Regions from separate parts of the Mus musculus genome. Here regions 1 and 3 are each linked to region 2. Evidence: chromatin contacts called from public ChIA-PET and promoter capture Hi-C data. All regions are on one chromosome and are shown on one strand. The core of a region is the stretch at or near the end of the contact, and the rest is flanking DNA. Distances in the headings are between cores, read along the strand shown.

What was found. Promoter capture Hi-C pulls out the DNA fragments that hold promoters and counts their contacts. ChIA-PET counts read pairs in DNA pulled down with a chosen protein or histone mark.
Region 1: a contact with region 2 is called in an RNA polymerase II ChIA-PET map of effector CD8 T cells, with 240 read pairs. The contact joins the enhancer-like site here to the promoter of P2ry12 in region 2. A contact is called at or near these places in 6 of 39 promoter capture datasets (the HPC-7 cell line, embryonic stem cells, epiblast stem cells and 2 more), 1 of 15 datasets of contacts at CTCF or cohesin (CD8 T cells), 10 of 484 Hi-C or Micro-C datasets (the Ba/F3 cell line, CD8 central memory T cells, the HPC-7 cell line and 6 more), 3 of 115 datasets of contacts at active chromatin or transcription factors (CD8 T cells, effector CD8 T cells and memory CD8 T cells) and 1 of 9 other capture datasets (adipose tissue).
Region 3: a contact with region 2 is called in a promoter capture Hi-C map of macrophages, with 9 read pairs. The contact joins the enhancer-like site here to the promoter of P2ry12 in region 2. A contact is called at or near these places in 9 of 39 promoter capture datasets (the C10 cell line, the HPC-7 cell line, HPC-7-derived erythroid cells and 6 more), 1 of 15 datasets of contacts at CTCF or cohesin (CD8 T cells), 6 of 484 Hi-C or Micro-C datasets (the 63-12 cell line, the C10 cell line, CD8 central memory T cells and 3 more), 4 of 115 datasets of contacts at active chromatin or transcription factors (CD8 T cells, T-cell acute lymphoblastic leukemia, bone marrow-derived macrophages and 1 more) and 3 of 9 other capture datasets (adipose tissue, embryonic stem cells and liver).

What each region holds. Positions count from the first base shown.
Region 1 is chr3:59,293,901-59,297,882 of GRCm38.p6, forward strand. Med12l (mediator complex subunit 12-like) reads left to right here. Exons shown (of 44, transcript NM_177855.3): 39 at 326-415; 40 at 2,105-2,334; 41 at 3,890-3,982. Among named protein-coding and RNA genes, the nearest start is that of P2ry12, 33 kb to the left of the region's middle. Within about 2 kb of position 2,176, at least 70 of the 459 cell types and tissues checked have an H3K27ac peak or open chromatin away from gene starts, as enhancers often do. A contact at or near this core is called in CD8 T cells, effector CD8 T cells and memory CD8 T cells, where this site is marked.
Region 2 is chr3:59,259,892-59,264,273 of GRCm38.p6, forward strand. It overlaps P2ry12 (purinergic receptor P2Y, G-protein coupled 12), which reads right to left and starts at 3,094. Exons shown (of 5, transcript NM_001357008.1): 1 at 2,883-3,094. It overlaps Med12l (mediator complex subunit 12-like), which reads left to right. Exons shown (of 44, transcript NM_177855.3): 32 at 853-942; 33 at 1,983-2,092; 34 at 2,319-2,454; 35 at 3,234-3,395.
Region 3 is chr3:59,311,365-59,315,835 of GRCm38.p6, forward strand. Med12l (mediator complex subunit 12-like) reads left to right here. Exons shown (of 44, transcript NM_177855.3): 43 at 1,489-1,570; 44 at 3,333-4,471. The coding sequence ends at 3,385. Among named protein-coding and RNA genes, the nearest start is that of Igsf10, 31 kb to the right of the region's middle. Within about 2 kb of position 1,432, at least 83 of the 459 cell types and tissues checked have an H3K27ac peak or open chromatin away from gene starts, as enhancers often do. A contact at or near this core is called in CD8 T cells, bone marrow-derived macrophages, hippocampal neurons and 2 more, where this site is marked.

The DNA of each region.
Region 1 (3,982 bases), core at 926-3,425, 33 kb after region 2:
AGCTTCATTAAGAAGCCATGGAAATTTTGCATGTGGTGAGAATATGCCATGTGTCTTTTTCTCCTTATGCACAGATGCTGGGTAGTGCCTGTGACTGGAGAGCCACAATTAAGGGACTCCTCAGTACCCAGAGAAGCATGTGTGCCCTCCTAGAGAGTCACTTAAGAAACTCTTTGCTGAGAGGGGTTAGGCGTAAATTTATGTGTGTTACTGGTGATGACATGAAGCTGTGCTCACCAAACAGTCTGAAACCTGTAAGTTCTGTATTCAGAAGCTCAACTCAAGCACTTTCAGTTACAGAGTCTGTCCTGATTTTGTTTTCCAGGGCCAGCCAGGGGACCAGGCTGCTCTCTTTACTGCACAAGCACGGCCCTCCCCTCAGCTCCCTCAGTATCCAGGGCTGCAACAAGCACAGGTACCCACACTGCTTTGAAGCAAAGGATTCCTTGATGTTTAATGCTATTTCTTTGGAGTAGGAGATCAAGGAAACTGCTTCTCAACTAGATAGAGAACTTAGTTATTTCTGCTCCCATGATTTCAGAACAGTAGTTGTTGAGTCAGTCCCAGGATTGATCAGGAAACTCTTAGATTAGAAATGGAAATTAATTCAGGCTTCTCCTCTGCCGCTGATAATGTGTTGAAGCACTTGATCTAAGGTGGTGGCGAGCACCTGTAACATCCACCCAAGAGGCAGAGGCAGGAGCATTAAGGCCATCTAAGGTTAGATAGTTGAGACTGCATCTCAAAATCAATCAATCAATCAATCAATCAATCAATCAATTTATTAAATTGTTTAGTAATCTCAGTTATTTATGATACAGTGTTTAATGATATAATTTGTTATAGAAATTTTCATATTCAAGGATAACTTCCATGAGGGATCATGGTAGAAGAACAGGACAATAGGCCTTTGAGTCAGGTTGCAGTACAGGTGTTGTTGACTCTGTAGCTGTGTGACATGCATGGTATTCTGAGGTCTAGCTTCCTTTTCTGTAAGATCAAGAGGAAAGATGTGGGATTCAAGGCAACCTATGGAATTAGCGTACTGTCACATACACAGTAAATGCTCAACAAAGGGTGTGCTTATCTTTAAAAAATGTAGATCTTTGTCAGGCACTAGTGTTGCATAGAATTAATGCCAGCACTTGGGAGGCAGAGGCAGGTGGATCTCTATGAGTTCAAGACCAGCCTGGTCTACAGAACGAGTTCCAGGATATCCAAGGCTACATAGAGATACCCTGTTTGAAATAAAATAAAATAAATAGCCCTTTATTCCCCCTTTGTCCAAACTGTTTAGTAGTTTTATTATTTCTGCATCCTTACACCCTTACTTCTTTCTTTTATATAAAAAGACCCGATACTTTGATAAGATTTGTGTTGGGGCTGGCTATTCATTCCATGTATATGGCCGAAAGGAGTGCCCTGTTTGTCTTACGTAAGTCCCGAGTCTGGGTTCCTGTAGGCCACTTCTGCCATTTAGTGTGTATCACTCTTGTCTCCAGAGTCAGAGTTCTTACACTGCTTTAATATGTGGTGTTTTGGGGATCCAGAGAACAGGCAGCATTTTGTTCAGAGAATTGTTATCTTGTGATCCAGAAAACTCCATGTTTGTCTTTTACATAAGGCATCAAGGTTTAGAGAAATAGGTTCTTGTACGAATGGGAAAGTATACCCCGTCAGTTGATGTTCACTGGGCACGGCCCCTCCCTTGCTTGTCCCACTTTGGAGATGATTCTGATATTGTTTCGATTTTGTTGAATCTAGGCATGGAGTGTGTGGATACTTCGCTGATTATTTCTATGCAGAATGCTGCCCTTCCTAGCCCATGAAATAGACAGCTCAACTTAGAAAGCAAATGAATATCCAATTATTTTGAACTAGAGACTTCTGTGGATTCATTATCCAGCCAGTCTATTCTCTAAGTGTCTGGTTAGACTTCTCGCCTGCAAGAGTAGCCATCCTCATATGTTGAGTCATCCCAGCCTTGTGAGAGCAGTGAGTTTCAGGTTGGACCTCCTGGGCTTATTTTTGCCCCGTGTTTCTTAGTGATGGGAATATGGGTGCTAACTGGAGCACTGACATTTTCCTTTGTGCCTTCCTGCAGACCATGCCCCAGGGCTACACAATGTATGGAACACAGATGCCTTTGCAACAGGCAGCTCAGCAGCAGCCTGGTGGCGTGGTCCTTTCCCCCAGCTACAACTCCAGGGCCTATCCGGCTGCACATTCCAGCCCAGCGCTGATGGAAAGACTCCGGCAGCTTCAGCAGCAGCCAAGTGGCTACGTGCAGCAGCAGGCCTCCCCGTACCTGCAGCCCGTAGCTGGCTCTCAGAGGTGATACCTGTTGAAGTAATTGCGATAGTAAAACCCTCTCGGCCTTGGGATTGTTAAGCTCGCTCCTTCCAAGCGTTTGATACCGTAATGGTTTTTGAGCTCCTCTACTTGAGTCCTGACATCTCATTTTTTTTTTAACCAGCGTGCAGTAGAGGTTCCAAATTCTTTCATTGAAGAATGCTGTGGTTTTGACTCACTTCTTCCATGTGTGCTATGTAAAGTTTTTCAGATGTTACCCATGTGTTTTCTTTTCTGCTTTTTTCCTCCCCAAAAGGATTTTTTTTTTTTATTAAAAGTATCTGAGAAAACTATCGATCATGGTTAGCAGCGCCTTACTAGGATTTGTTGATCAAGCCAGTTTCTGTTGTAGAGCTAATTGTACATGGTGCTTTGCAAAGTTTTGTTATGACTTAGTTTTTATTTTTCCCACCTCAGAGATGACTCATGGCCGACTCTTCTGGTTCTTGTTTTAATCACACCCCTTCCTCCTAGGGTGTGTCAGTACTGCTTATTGTCGTAGTCGCTATCCATACATGGCTAAATTTAAATGAATTAAATCTGATTTAACATTTATTTCTGCAGACACATTAGTCACCTTTTAAGTGCACTTTAGCCAGCTCTGGCCAGCATGGCTAGATTTGAGGTTCATGTGACATATGCAGTGACGTGAAGACCTGGCAGGATGCTCAGCTATCTTGTGAAATTCTGTAGCTTTGACCAAGGAGCCTTGCAGTTTTGTTTATTTCTAAACCCTGATAACTAACTAGTCCTAGTGGCTAGAGGCCATTTCATTGGATGGCACAGATAGGAATCATTATTGCTTATCAAAATATACAATCTCATTAGATAATATAGTCCAGAAGAATTAGGTTTGTAATCATATAGACTACATTGTACAGTGGATAGCAGCTTAGCTCCCATGCGTTACCATCAATGACCAGCTACATGTCTGCTGAGGATAATAACTCTCTGAAAGTTAGGGAGGTCGGTGGGATTTGTGGGAAATAATTTGTAAAACATGCATTTTGCTCACCATGTTTTATAAGTAGTAGCAGAGCAGAGCTCAGTAACTTGAGCTTAAGTGCTAAAAAAAAAAAATCTGGGTTCAAATCCCACCTGTGTCATTTTTTTTTTCTGGATGACCTTAGTTATTTCTCTATGTCCACTGCTTCATTTTTAAAGTTAGAGAATAAAACTGCTAACTCACAGTGATACTCGAGAAGTAATGAAATACGACTGTTCAGCCATTCTACTCCCAGTCTTCCAGAAGTAAATATTAAATTATTTTCACTTACTGCTAACAGCGAATTTGATTTTTTTTTTTAAAGTAATTTCTATATGATTGCTACTTGGCTCAAAGTAGTATGTTTACCATCTTTTTTTCTCGTTGGGTCACATTTGTTATCTGACCCTCTGGCCTTTTCCCGTTTTAATTGTACACATGATTATTGAACACGGATTGTTTCTTGGTGGATGTGTGTAAAATGCTGGAGGCGCTGACTGACTTTCGTGGTACGCCTGGTTCCTGAACACAAGTTGCATTATTCTTTGCCAGACTGAACCACCAGGCTCTACAGCAGAGCCCTCTGGTGGGCGGGGGAATTGACGCTGTGCTGACTCCCGCACATCCCAACCTCCCCTCGGTGCC
Region 2 (4,382 bases), core at 1,844-4,343:
AAGCTGATGCTAATTATGCATTGAGAGATATGTAAAGACTATAAAAGTAAGTTGTTGCACACTGCTTAGCAGCTAGCTTACCGATCTCTGTTGCGCCTACCGAGAAGCAAGGAATCAAGGAAAGATGTCAGATTGGTTTTGTGAGTTGGATTATCCTGACACAAAGCCAGGTGAACCCTGCCCGGTGGCATTAAATGAGAGCTGATAACATGCACAATGGCACCAGGCTTACTCGGTTTCCTTTGTCACCACACCCACACTTTGGACAGGTCTTTTCTCTGTCTAGCTTCCAGAGGGAGCCATTTAAATACAAAGCACTCAGGGTTCTCTTCATACCTAGACTACAAATGCCAGGGCTGAACTGATAGAGCCACTCCTGATTGGGCATTTGCTGTCTCTTCCAGTGGGTTTATCCTTTCCTTCAAGCCGCTCTGGGCTGGGCCAGTGTCCTGGTTTAGGTGCCTGAGCACTTCCTTCTTTTGTTGCCTGGAAGGATCCATGTCAGATGTTAAGCAGACCTGCTCTGCCTTTCTGCGAGTCTCAGTTCACCTTGCCTCCCTTTGTCCTTGCCATAGGCATTTCTGTGTGGCCTTTTTCCGTGTGTGTGTGTGTGTGTGTGTGTGTGTGTGTGTGTAAGACTTTCTTCTCCCAGCTACCCAGGAAATTATAAAATAACTGGGATTTTGTCTGTCTGGAAGAAGAGGAAGAGTAAAAAAAAAAAATAACTTTGTTAATGTTTAAGCTAAGAAGTGTTAGCTGTTACTGTAGAGCTTCATTTTAAACCTGTAAAAGTCGTCATAGCAAAGAACAAAGGGATTTCTGTTGTTACTCTTTGTTTTTTCCCAATCTTAGATTTTAAGTAACTGGAGGGAAGAAAGATACCAAGATGATACGAAAGCCCGCCAGATGATGCATGAGGCCCTACAGCTCCGCCTGAATCTGGTAAGGATGTGGCAGACCCATTTCTGTCACACCTCTCTCTGTGTGAAAGTAATACCAGCTTTCAACATCTGTGGACAGAATCTGCATGACAGAGGGAAGCCTTCCTCTTTCTCACTCTGTACCTACTTCCTTTTCTCTTAAACCTTCTGTTTCCTTAGCTGCCGTCCTTCCTGTCTGGGTTGAATTCTAGACAGTAGAGTTGTAAGCACCTATTTGTGTTTTCCACCAGGGAGTAGAGGCTCCATCTGGCAGATCTCTCCTCCTCCTCCTGTGCAGTGCTAAGGGGAGGTCCGACAAACCTTTAATAGGAGTGTTGGCTTTCACTGTGTTCTATTTTACAACCACAGAAATCTGTCAACTCTCAATTTTTCTCAGAGACATTCTGTTAAATTGATCAGAAAAAAAAAAGACAAATCTCACAAGAATATTTTACAGAAATCTGAAAGTTTCAGCATGTTTTGTATTCCCTTAAATTTCCTCTTGACAAATCCTGAACGTGCCCTGGGCAATTGCTTTTCTGGCTTTTGGCAATCTGACCTCCCTGGGCAGTTGTTCACCTCACCTTCAGCACTCTGACCTCCTCCCAGGAGCTGGCAGACCTGTGGCAATACCTTCTCCTCCTCATTCCTTCCACGTTAAAGGGCATCTCCAGGGATATTATAGTGGCAGGCTCAGATGCAATAATAATCGAATATCACACAATTGCAGGTGATGAGACAGAGTTTTGATGCTATTCAGGTTTAACTGCAGTTATGTCTAAAACTAAGTACCATGAGAGACTGATGAGAAGAGAAAGGTAATTTTGTGACTGCCCACATTCAAGTGTTACACTTTCTGTTAAGTTTTGAATGCCTAGCCTCTGTGGAAAGAACCATAAACAGTGATAACCACATAGCTAGAAGAGACAGTTGTAGGATAATCCATAGTGTGGCTAGCAAGAACCAGTTCTTAACATCACTTCTGGTTTAACAAATCAACATTTGGGCACATATGGTAATAGGGGTAGCAATACAAAATCTTTATCATATTTTGTATGCTAGGTAGGAGGAATGTTTGACACGGTACAGCGGAGCACGCAGGGGACCACCGACTGGGCCCTCCTACTCCTCCAGATAATTACTTCGGGAACTGTTGACATGCACACTAACAAGTATGTTGGGTTTTTGTTTTGTTTTATTTTGTTTTTTATCATTTTATACCTTTTTTTTTCCCCTGCATGCATGCATGGTACAAGCTTTTGTCTACTGACAGGAAATTCTGCCACTTACTGATTTAGCTGTCATTAAAAACTTAGCACTTTCAGTAGAAATGCTTAGGCAATTCTGTGTGTCCGGGTTTTGTTTGTGAGAATAAAATGGGGTTTTCTTTCTTCTCAGTGAATTATTCACAACGGTTCTTGACATGCTGGGTGTTTTAATCAATGGAACCCTGGCTTCTGACCTATCAAGTGCTTCCCCCGGGGGATCAGAAGAGAACAAACGTGCATACATGAACTTAGTAAAGAAACTGAAAGTAAGCTTGTGATCAGCCTCTACTCTGAAATCATGTTGTTTATGGATTATTGTCTTAATTTCCTCCTCATTAATCTACATGTGTAGCTGATTCAGCAGATTGTGGTTATTTGTTATCTTACCTACTCTGTCAGTCCTTCAAAATTACAAGCATGATATTTGAACGATTTTTTTCTCTGAAAAGGTGTGCTCAAATAAAATGTGTTTTAATTTTTAAGGATTTTAAAAATGCATTATCAGATATCTAACCAAAACTCCAGTGTCAGATTTCCTTTGAACCCATGCTTGGATTTACACATGCAAGTGGGAAAAAAAAAAATGAGCTCTGCATTGAATTTGTAAATCCACTAACAGTCCTGGACATGAACGGCAAATAGACATTGCAAATACATAATCTGAAGACGTTACAGTAAAAAAGCTGATGGTTACCTTGCACTGTGACCCTGGATACGGGAAAGTGTCCGTGCGGCAGCTCCTGCTGTGTGACAGCAAATGACACTGGCGTTTTGTCATTTCAGCACTCTGATTTGTCATGGAGAACAAGACTGCCTTTGTGTGCACCCTGATTTTCTACTTGAATAGAAGAAATGAAACATTTCACCAGTCCAATTTGCAGCTGTTCCATAGACTGCGCTAAGGACTAAAGACATACTAGCCCTAAAAAAAAGGAAATGTGTCACTGGGGAACTTCCTTCTTGTTAGCTTTTGCTTCATTGTAAAGTCAGAATTTTTGCCTCACTTCTCTCTTGCTTTTACATTTTTCCCCCCTCTTTCTTCTAGAAAGAACTAGGAGACAAGAGGTCAGAAAGCATTGACAAAGTTCGACAGTTGCTGCCTTTGCCAAAGCAGACCTGCGATGTCATCACGTGTGAACCCATGGGTTCTTTGATCGATACAAAGGGAAACAAAATTGCTGGATTTGACTCTATTGATAAAAAACAGGCAAGAGTAAATGTTTTTTCCCACATATATAAATATATCTAGTTATAGAAGCCAAGTGACTTTTCTTAATTTTCAGTGGTATAATTTTTGTCATCAAAGCACAATAGCTATTGGCATTGCAAAAAGAAAAAGAAAAAAGCCATTATCTTCAAAGATCTCCCAATTAAAATGCTTATCTGGACTTCAGGGCATTTCTAGAATCTACCAAAAACTTAAGTAACAGCTTAGCATAAGAAATAAAAGTAAAATAAAATTATTATTTTACATCAGGATAGGAAACAAGCTATGTTTATATAAGAAAATGTGTGCTGATAAGAATTTTCATTTGCTGAGTAAGCAGTATTTAGTAAAACTTGTGTTACAACACTACGTAGTCTCTAAGAAGCAGTATTAGATGGGCATTTGCTTTCTATACAACGCTTTGGAAGGTTCTTTAAAATAACAGAAAGGCCAGCCTGAGTAGCCATTGGCACTGCAGCAATGGAGATGGTGGAGGGAATCCCTGCCCTTAGGGGGAAGTAGATGCACTTTTACATGCAACGGGACGTGCAGGTCAGGTCATGATGGCACCAACGGGGAACGGTTTAAGTCACACAGGCAGAGGTAGTCAGAACAGGGGTCCTACAATAGTGGACACACAGACCATCCTGACGGACTAAGTATACAGAAAAGTATAGGACAGGTGGGGAAAGTTTAAGGAAAGGCAAGAAAGGTGACTGTTAAGAGGAAAAACCATGCCACCAGAATTCAGAGTTAACTCAAATGCCATAGCAGTGTGGCCATGGGAGGGGAAAACCAGAAGTCACAATAAGGGTGACTTGGGCTTCTTTCAGAAGGCATCCAGGAGCCATTTAGATGTGAGTTCTACTCAGGAGAACGATTTCATCACATGGCAGACAGCAGTGGGTGGTGACATTACTGGTAGTGTCAGAAGAAGTCACACTTAAAGAGGAAGACAGACAAAAACAGATATGCTCACATGGGGGG
Region 3 (4,471 bases), core at 182-2,681, 50 kb after region 2:
AGCATTGAAATGGTTGAATTAAAAAGAAAACACGTGCCTTCCTGAATTTTCCACACAGAGGAATGATTGTTGTTCTGTTTTCCCAGACCTGTATGTGGAGAGGGTTGGTGCTGGCAATGGCTTATCATCTTTGTGTGCCATTACACATGGAAGAGTCATCTTGGCAATGCTGTCTAAAGTTAGAGTTTTCTGCTAAATCTGAATTTCAGGCAAGCAGTTAGCAAAAGTGTTACGTCAAATTTTCTGTTGGGTTACTTGGACTAAATTCAGTATTTGTCACGTGAAATATTAAATATTAGTAAAATAAAAAATTCCTTGTTACTTGTCTGAAATTCACATTTAGCTATGCATTCTGTATTTGAATTTCCTATATGACTTAACAGTCCTGGGCAGCTTTTAGTCATACTGAGGACCTCCAAGGAAGAGGGAATCATGTTGCATTCACATTGAGAATGGTCTTATTAAAAACTCGTTAGGGATGTGAAGCAGATTAAGGACAAGCAATGCAGATGTGTTACAGGCACAGCACAGACCTCTCAGCCTAGTGTGGTGAGAAGAGGGGAGGTGGAGAGAGCCCAGTTACCTGAGGGAAGAGCTCAGGCACGGCTGCCTTGGATGCACTAGGCTGGCAGAGAGCCACTGTGGAAGAAGCTGGCAAAAATAAAGAAAACTCCTTACCATGCTCCTCCCTGGCCTAGGTCAGCTCTCACTTTCTATCTCTGGAGATGCTCTCTAGGGTGCTGTGACAGCCTGGTTATTGTGTTCCATACAGGCAGATGGCACAGACTGAGGTTAACAGGAAACAACCAGTTCTTTGTGTATGACTAAGAGATGCTCGTATCAGAGCATCCCAGTTGTTTCTAAGTCGCAAGAAGACAGCTGAGGAGTAGAGAAAGGAAAGAAAGAGAGGCAGTCCGACACCTGCAGTTAGGAAGTGTCCTAGTATCATTGGTGATTCTAATCAAAAACAGCTTTGCTTCTAGCAGACACTGATCAGTCAGTCTCCCCATGCTCCTCAAACATCAGCTGCAGTTCCTTGTGTGGTACTTCCAGGTCCCCTCAGACAGGGCTAGGAGAAAACTCCTTAAAATGTGAGTGTTCTTGTGTATGGCCCAGCTCACCCTGCCATGGCTGTCAGGTGGAGGTCAGATGTTCCACAAACCCATGCTCTATCTCACAGGCTCTGCTCTGCCCTGCCCATGGGGTCTGTTGGCATTGGACAGATCTCCACAGCAGAGAGCTTTCATCTTGTCAGAGAGGTCCTTGGATGAGTGGGCTACCTCTGTAGTGAGCACTTCTTCATGGAAACTCTAAAGATAAATGCCAAGCAAGTACCTGCGGGAAGCACTGTTTGGCCAGCTGTACCGTAGGCAAAACCAGACGTATCCAAACTGAGCATGTGAACGTGCCTTAGCCAGCCCCGAGGTACAGCCTGTGCCTTGTGGAGCACGAGTGGCTGACTCATCCTTCCCCTTGTTGCAATTACAGTTCCCCAGGCAAGGCTTGCAGCAGACCCAGCAACAGCAACAGACAGCCGCCCTGGTGCGACAGCTCCAAAAGCAGCTTTCTAGTAAGTACCTATCTCACACTGAGCCAGGGGAGTCTGGGAGTCAGCGACAAGCCCGGCATAGTAGGCTCTTCAGAAATCACACTGTGTCCTCTGAAACATTTTTAAAGACTTTTTCATTGAAATAGAGCTCCATCACTTTCCTTCCTCGCTTTCTTCTGTCTCCTCTCTCAGCTACTCTCCATTAAACCCCTCCTAGACCTCCACTGTCCACTCCTCCTCTTTTATTTGACTACTTTTGTTACATACATACATGCATACATACATACACATATACATACATACATATACAGATGCATACATTCATTTATTCATACATGCATGCATACACACACATATATCCATGCATGCACACATATGTGCACACATACATATATGCATAATATATGCATACATGCATGCATACATACATACATTTTTTTTTCATGTTTGGCTTGGTCTGAGGTATTTCACTTTGTCTTAGTTTGATTAGTTTTGGACTTACCTTTTTCTTCCCCTGGAAAAGCCACATTTTTCCCCTTAAATTCAGTATTTTCCTGTTGTTTTATGTGACTTTCCCAAAGCACACCCAACCCCCTTTTGTTGGTTTTATTTTATGGTGCTGAGGATAGAACCCAAGGCTTCCTGTGTTCCAGACATGTGTTCTACTGCTTAACCTCAACTCCATGCCCGGGTCTTGTTTTTATAGAGCTAGAAATGTTTAAGGAGAAACTCATCCCATGACCTTGACTTAGATCACCCCTATACCAGTATCTCAGGATAGAATCGTTTTAGAGATGGAGTGAGTCCCTTGTGTGGTGAAACATAGTGGCCTGGAGTCACAAGACCTGATTTCTTTGCCAAGGTGGCCATTATTGGCTAGGTCACGTTTTCCCACCTATGAAAGTATAGGAGACACGTTTTCCCGTGGCTTTCAGATTCAGTGTTTCTGAGTTACAGGGTGGAGTCTGCTGCATGTTGAAACAGTGATGTGGCATCCATTTGTGGCTGAGGGGTAGCTTTTTGCATGACTGCTTTGCATGTGGGAATCTTGACAGAGAGAATTGCCCCCCACCTCCCTCCACACTCCTTGGTGTCTCTGCCAGTCATATCTTAATTTTTCTTTATTTTATTTTGTTTTTGTTTTTGGTCTTTAACATATAATGTACACTTGTCTGTGTCTTTATGTAACACATCACCATGTTCCATGAATACATACATGAGATTTTTCTTTAATTTCCAAACCTGAAATATGTGTGTATGTTTTCATGTAGCCTCAGTTAATTTTGGTTACGTGAAGTAAGATCAATTTTTTTCCTAGCTGTTTTTTTTAAGTAGGTATACTCTATTAAATAATCTGTGATTAAAACAATGAAATACGACGATATTTTTGAGTTAAAATTCTTGCAGAGAATATAACCTGAAGGCTTGGCCTTATAGTGTTTATAAATCAGCACTGAGGAGTCCTGTATTGCAGACTTATCTGAAGAGCATGTCAGCTTGCTCTGCTGTCCCCAGAGTGTCAAGAGCTGGAATACAGCTCTTGGACACTGTGAGTCAATCTATCTAATCCCGAGGCATTGTGTGGGCAGCTGTGGGTCTCTCCTGTAGACTTGGCCCCTCTACAGAATACATTTGGTCACATTACATGGTTATTGGCCCCAGGGTCTAGCCTGTTGCTCTGTCCTCCCATACCTGGGGCTGTTACTGAGAGGCCCGCCAGAGAGAAGGTGTTATCTGCAGCACCAGTTCACATCTGTAACTGTTGTGTTTGCTTTCCCCTTAGGTAACCAGCCACAGCAAGGAGTGACTCCCTGTGCACACCCTTCACACTTTTGAATCGGAAAGAGAAGACATGAAGTTTATGTTTGCACTGAAAAACAGAAAATCAAATTTAGTAGTCCTCATAAGACGTCTCCTTTGGTCTTTGGTTATTTATGTTTTCCTATATTTTATGCTACATTTCATGCAGAAGTATTTAAATAAGTAAAGGAGTCATGGTTTGGTTTTATCAGATTTAAAATAGGTTTTAAAATGTGGATCATACAGGCCTACTCCAGATAGTGTGGTAGCAGACCTTTTGAAACTGGTGCTTTTTTATCTCATATTTACATAAAGAATGAATTATGGTAGGTTTAAATATTTATGTATTCATTAACGATTTTTTTTAAACCTGTGGTGGACCAAACTACTGATTTGAAAGCTGTGGCAGGTCTCGCGGGAGTGGACACATTAGCTCTTCACTCGACCGTGGCGGTGGGGTGAACATTTTTTTTTTTTTTGCATCACTTTAATTTGAAATGTTGATCATTTTCATAAGCACTTTATAAACTTCGTTCGCATTTATGAAGGACTTGGCTTCGCTTTTGTTGTGGTCCAAAGGTGCTGAAACGGATTGTTGCTTAGTACTTCCGCTTCTTCAGGGCTTCTGCAAGAGCCACCTGGAGGACTGTGGGAGTCTCTCAGAAGCAGCTGCACTCAAATTTGTTCCCAGTGGCAAAATCTTTATCCAGATTCTTCATGAAGGTACAACCTATAACCACGGGAGGCCAGAAGAACCACGGTGGAATCGGTCCATTTTACTTACTGCCAGTTTTGGTTTAAAAAAAAAAATAACTGTCCAGTTTAGGTTCTTCAGAACCTCATGCCAACTTGAGAAAAATAAAATAAAATCTCACAGCTGGCCTTAGATTCCACAGTGCTCAGACTTGACATGGTTTCCAGAGGGTTCTGGTAGTCATCAAAGGTATACTTGCTGTTAATTTTGTATGGTAAGTATTTACAATTTTGAATTTAATTATTAATGTTGGTGTCAGTCTTGGTTGTGTATTGCTTCTACTGTATTTATAAACCGGTGCAAAAAGCACAAGTAAAGTAAATTATACATCAAAATTTATTATAAAGAAATAGTAACTATTTTAACTT